Linked DNA regions of Mus musculus: region 2 is linked to region 1. A link is a contact called in public Hi-C data. All regions are on one chromosome and are shown on one strand. The core of a region is the stretch at or near the end of the contact, and the rest is flanking DNA. Distances in the headings are between cores, read along the strand shown. Region 1 holds the start of C1ql1 (complement component 1, q subcomponent-like 1). Region 2 overlaps Dcakd (dephospho-CoA kinase domain containing).

Region 1 (2,700 bases), core at 41-2,540:
GCGCCCTCCGGCGCGGAGACTGCTTCTCCTTATCCTTGCCCTAGAGCATCCTTGCTGTTCCCTTAAAGCCAGTCGGCGTCAGCTTGAATCTTAGCTCTCAAGAGAAATCAGCCTGAATCAGTCTCCCACGGGCCAAACCCCTACGGACCAGTTCGTGCGCCCTAGAGCCCTGTGATCTGACTAGTTGGATTTATCTTTACGCATTTCCACTCCGCGGGTGCCCTGTAGCCTCTCCCTTAAGAGCTCAAGCCCAAGGGTTGAAGACTCAGGGGTGCCCGCTAATTACAACCATTCTTCACATGATAGTTAAGGGGGCCGCTTTAGGGTCTCCACCTACGCCTGCCCGGTGTGCCTGTCGACTCTGATCCAATACGCATTCTCCTGGGGGCTCCCTGGGAGCCCTGCCCCCAGGTCAGCCCCACGCCCCCTCATGGCCCACCTGGCCGTTCTTGCAGAGGTCTGCCCACATACTGGTGCCGTCGCCGCCGCGCATGAGGACGTGGTAGGTGAAAAAGTAGGTGCCAGGAATGTTGCATGTAAACTTGCCGCTGGCCGCATCGTAGTTGTTGCCTAGGTTGGTGACCACGTCGTCAAACTTGAGCACCTCGTAACCCTCATGAGGGTTCTTGAGGCCGGCGTAGAAGGCCACGCGTGGCACCGTGGTATAGGTGGCCGTGCTGATGGCGCCGCTGCCTCCCGAACCCGGCAGGCCAGGAGGACCAGGCTTGCCTGGTTCACCCTTCTCCCCAGGCGGCCCCACAGGACCTGGAGGGCCCCGGTCTCCTGGAGGCCCCGGAGGGCCCGGCTTGCCCGTGCGGCCCGGCTTCCCCTGGGGGCCCTGCACCAGCGTGGAGGGCGGAGGCGCACCGCTCTGCTCGCTCAGAGCGTCGCCGCCGTCGGACCGCGCGCCGGCGCCGGGGCCCCGCGCGGGATAGGGGTCGCACACCATGCGGCAGGTGCCCAGCATCTCATAGTGGCCGTCCGGGCCGCCGGAGCTCACCAGCACCGGGATGAGCACCACCAGCACGAGCAGCATCACCACGCCCGCGGCGGCAGCCAGCAGGGTCTTCCGGCCGGCGCGGAGCCTTGGGAGAGCCGGGCCACCCGGCCGCGCCGTCGGGGCAATGATGCCGGCGGGTAAGGGGCGCGGGCGCGACGCCCGCGCTCAAGGGCGGTCCGGCGGGGCTGCGGGCATGGGGCCGGGGCCCGGGCGCCGCGCTGCGCTGCTTGCGCTGCGGAGCCCAGCAGCCGGCTCCGGCCTCGTGCTTCCCTCCCGCTGCGCTGCCCGACTGAACGCGGCCTCCCGCCTAGCGCCTAGCTCCTCCCGCCTTCCCTGGCTGGGGCCACTGCCTCCTCCGTTGGGCCCCGCCCACCCGCTCCGCGGGGCTCGGAGAGGGCGAGGGGTGGGGCTGCGGGCGGGGCAGGCGCCTAATTGGGCCGCGGAAGCCTCAAGGTGGGAGGGGCAGGGAGGGGCGGGGCTATGAGAGTGGTGGGCATCACGGAGGGAGCTGGAGATTGAGGCTCAGAATGGGGAAGGGGCTAGAGTCAGGAATGAGTAGGACCAAAGGGCAAGCGGAAGGAGGAGCCACAAGGAGAGGCAGAGAGCTCAGCGTGGCATTGAGATAGATGTTCCGTGGGTCAGTTCCGAGGAAAATCGTGACAGAGGGGCAAAGGACCACCACCTGCAGGAGGTCGAAGGATGCAACATTGCCCCCTGTCTGCAGGGGACAAAGAGATGTTGCAGGGGGTGGAGGGTTACAGAGTGAGGAACAAGAGAGTAGAACAAGAAAGAGGATGAGGGCTAAAGCCTGGAAGGAATACTGGGGAGGGGCGTTCCATAGGCACCCAGGCCTAGCATCCAGATAACCCGTCTGGATCCTTTGCTTTTAGGGTGCCCAGAGGGAATCTCTGAATTCTAATAGCAGCCTGACTTTTTATCTGATTCTAACTACTTCAGGGGCATTCTCTCCCAGGTGGCAGCGTCTTCAGCCCCTTCTTTTCCACTGCCCCAGGGGATATCTTCTAGGCTGCCTCTACCTGTGGCCTCTTCCATGAGGCCTTTTCTGATCTGAGCTACTAGCTAGACAAGTGGGAAATACGGACCCTGAGAAAATGAAGTACCCCTCCCATGTCATCTCTTAGTGTTAACCAGTCCTAGGTGGTTCTGCGTTTTCTAGCACTCCCCAGAAAGAGGGGGGTTGATCTCTCCTAGCCCCTTAGGGGACCCCCCTAACTCTTACCCCATCACGTTCTTCTAGTGCAGGAAAATGTTTAGGTTGCATAAACTGAAATGTGTCTGCTTCCATCAACATATTTGTCATATTCTGTGAGTCCCAGCTCAAGCTGTGTTCCTCCTTCACCCTCCTTTATCCGAGGAGGAGGGCTGTGTCTTTCTGAGGCCTCTGGCCACGATAAACAACAACACTCCAGACTCATTCTTTTTGCCTGCAAGACTCCTCCCAGTTCACACTCCCACCGCCGACCTCCCACTGTCCATTTGATTCCCTGATTATCCCTACCTAAAACTGAGATGCCAGAATAACCAATGGTAGAAGTGGGGGTGGGCGGGACGCTGCCAGAGAGGACTTTCCAAATACTAACCCGGGTCAGCATGACATCCATCACCAAGGAGGAGGGAGCTAAGACAAACTGCGTTGGATGCTTTGTATGTATGGTCACATTTGATCTTTACATCAATCT
Region 2 (2,700 bases), core at 60-2,559, 46 kb after region 1:
CAGGCTCCCTGCCTTCAGCCGGAAGCCCCTTCCCTGCCCGCACGTCCATCGGAAGCCTGCTCTCGCTCCGTCCCCCAGCCCCCCTTCCCGGAGGGCTGAGCTGTGGTGGAGCTAAATGATTCCCTGTAATTGGCCGGCAATCCAGCCGCCCGACTTGTTCTATCGACATGCTGGTTAGCTGGAAATTGTATTGGAATCTGAGTGATGGGGAAGGGAGGGGGTGGAGAGCAAGGAGAGGCGGCTCTGGGTCCCAGCTGGGTGCAGCTTCAGACAACAGCCGCATCCTCCCTTCCCTGAGGGGAGCAGGACACCACATCTCATTACCTTCACTCGGCCTCTCTGGCCATCTTCAAGGGCCTCTCCTGGCCATCCATGCAACCCCCCCTCGCCTGCAGTCATTTCTGCCGCCCAGTCCTGGAGATCGAGTGCCTTTGTGAAACAAGGGCCCCTGGGGAAAGACACTATCCTCCTGTCCAGTTACTCCCAAGCTTTCTCTTGCCCTGCCCCTTGTCCCATAGGATAGAGAAGTCATCTGAAGAGTTGTCAGTTAGGGCAGATAAAGGTGTCAGTACATCATCGTTGGGAATCCAGAATGGTGCTCACAGCACTGGGTTGCACCTGCCTCCACCCACCTCTGAAACCCGTGTAAATTCTGCCCCTACATCACCCACACCGTTTGCAGAACTGGGAAGATTTGAAGATGATACAGGCTGTGCTTTGGTCAAGTGCAAACCCATGATTAACCTTGGGCAAGTTGGACCAGGAGAGGGAAGCAGCTTTAGGGGCTGCCTGCATCCTTCAACGCTTGCCAAGAAGCAGGTGAGTGTGTGCACACAGCATCCTCCTGCTCCTCTTAGGGTGGTTGAAGCCCAAGCTAGGAACTGTGGCCCAGGGACAGGAGGAAGAGACAGACAGAGGCAAGATCTGGCTGGGCAACTCAATGGTGTCTAACCTCGTAATCTTGCTTTAGCTTCTCTAAGGCTGGGATTCCCAGCACGCACTTCTGCTCCGAGACTCCCATCTGAGACTTTTTGTTTTGTTTTGTTTTGTTTTGTTTTGTTTTTTTGTTTTTTCAAGACAGGGCTTCTCTGTATAACCTTGGCTGTCCTGGAACTCACTTTGTAGACCAGGCTGGCCTCGAACTCAGAAATCCACCTGCCCCTGCCTCCCAAATGCTGGGATTAAAGGCGTGGGCCCGGCGAGACTTTTTAATTGTTGCTCAGGATCAGAGAGGCTCTGAGGCAGTCTACTGTCCTGGGGGTGGGGGTGGGGGGTAAAGTTAAGGGCTCCGGCTTGGGCCCAGATCCAGGCTTGAGTGAGTGCTGCCACCTGCTGGCCACAGGGGAGGACACCTGCTCTGGAGAGGCACAGGTCCAGTGAGCCAGCCATTCCCCAAAGCCACCTTAGCCAGTGGTCAGGAGGGCAGCTGAGGTGTGGCCAGGGCCAGCACACAGCTACACTAGCTTCTGCACACCTTCCAGACCAGTCTGCTCTCACGCTCTGCATCATCTTAGATGCAGTTTAGAGAGGGGCTGAGGAAGTTCCTGCTTGAATTCCAAGGTTTTGCAAAGGTTTTTACTGTCCTCAACTTATCATGCAGAAACCAAAGGTAAGGAGACAGAGCTGGACCCCAGACCTGGGTCTCTGGCTCCTCCTGAGAGGGGACTCAAAGTCTGCAGTTCCGAGTCTGCACTCTCCTAACCAAATCCCTTGGTGGTCTGCTGTACACGCAGTGTCCCGCACTCCACAGGATTCCAGGATGGGTCTCTCAGTTACAGGGCACCGCTGGGGTTCACAACTCTGCTCTGCCAGGTTTCTGCTCGACCCCACCCACCCGAGGGAGCAGGCCACTGTGACACTCTGTGAGTGACAGCTCTTCACTGACCGTCCCAGCCCTTTTTTGTTGCTTGGAAATGTGCGGGGAGCTAATGAGCTGCTCTCCGAGGCTTAGGCAGCTCTGTGAAAGGGGCATTAAGAATGGCCACTGCTGCCTTCACATTAGTCACACTCATTTTTGGCCTTAATAGGCTGCTGCGAACAAGATCTACACATCAGCAGGTCTGTAGACGCCGGCCGGGAAGGCTGATGTCTGCACCGGTCTAATTGGGTTGGGGAAGAAAAAAAGCAGACCTGTGGCGAGTGTATGTGATCTCCCCACGGCTCCACCGACTTCCCAGAGGTGCACAGGTCTGACTAGAGTCCTATGCTTAGGCCCCCTCAGTGTGAACAAAGGCCAAGTGGAATTCAGTGGACATTTTAGAGCAATTCCATTTATTGAGCACCTGTGGGGCAGGCTGTGGTACACTAGAGTGGAGATGAATCGGCCCTGCCATCTAGAGGCGTACAGTCTGGGAGAACCCAACCAGGTTACGCGTTATTCTCTCGTGGATTTGGATGAGACAGGAAGGTGATCTCTATAGCACCTAACTCAGTCTGGGGCTGCTGGAGCCTGACCTGGGGCAGCCAGGGGTAAGATACTGCAGGGCAGGGAGCATGTGGGGAAGGCACAGAGGTAGGAGAGCTTGGGGCCTGGGGAATGCCGAGAGCACGGGGTGGTGGCTAGCTGTGAGGAAAGCTCCATCAGAAGCTGGACTGCTCCAAAGGGCTCTGCTCGACCCAGCCACGGCACGCCCAGGAGGAGAACCACACTGCACACAGGAGAGCTCTATTTGAAGGAGGCCTTCAGTCTGGAAGGATTTG

The links. A called contact is a pair of places that touch in the nucleus more often than the background predicts.
Region 2: a Hi-C map of the N1E-115 cell line shows a contact between it and region 1, with 6 times the contacts expected there. The contact joins the enhancer-like site here to the promoter of C1ql1 in region 1. A contact is called at or near these places in 10 of 39 promoter capture datasets (the HPC-7 cell line, cranial neural crest, embryonic stem cells and 5 more), 1 of 15 datasets of contacts at CTCF or cohesin (stem cell-derived epiblast-like cells), 20 of 484 Hi-C or Micro-C datasets (the AML12 cell line, the G1E-ER4 cell line, the N1E-115 cell line and 13 more), 12 of 115 datasets of contacts at active chromatin or transcription factors (SST interneurons, bone marrow-derived macrophages, embryonic basal ganglia and 8 more) and 4 of 9 other capture datasets (adipose tissue, embryonic stem cells, liver and 1 more).

Annotation. Positions count from the first base shown.
Region 1 is chr11:102,945,426-102,948,125 of GRCm38.p6, forward strand. It overlaps C1ql1 (complement component 1, q subcomponent-like 1), which reads right to left and starts at 1,291. Exons shown (of 2, transcript NM_011795.3): 1 at 440-1,291. The coding sequence starts at 1,036.
Region 2 is chr11:102,991,797-102,994,496 of GRCm38.p6, forward strand. It overlaps Dcakd (dephospho-CoA kinase domain containing), which reads right to left. Exons shown (of 5, transcript NM_026551.3): 5 at 2,260-2,700. It overlaps Gm34620 (a long non-coding RNA gene), which reads left to right. Exons shown (of 4, transcript XR_389059.4): 3 at 683-819. Among named protein-coding and RNA genes, the nearest start is that of Gm34620, 3.2 kb to the left of the region's middle. Within about 2 kb of position 1,310, at least 17 of the 459 cell types and tissues checked have an H3K27ac peak or open chromatin away from gene starts, as enhancers often do. A contact at or near this core is called in the N1E-115 cell line, cerebellum and trophoblast stem cells, where this site is marked.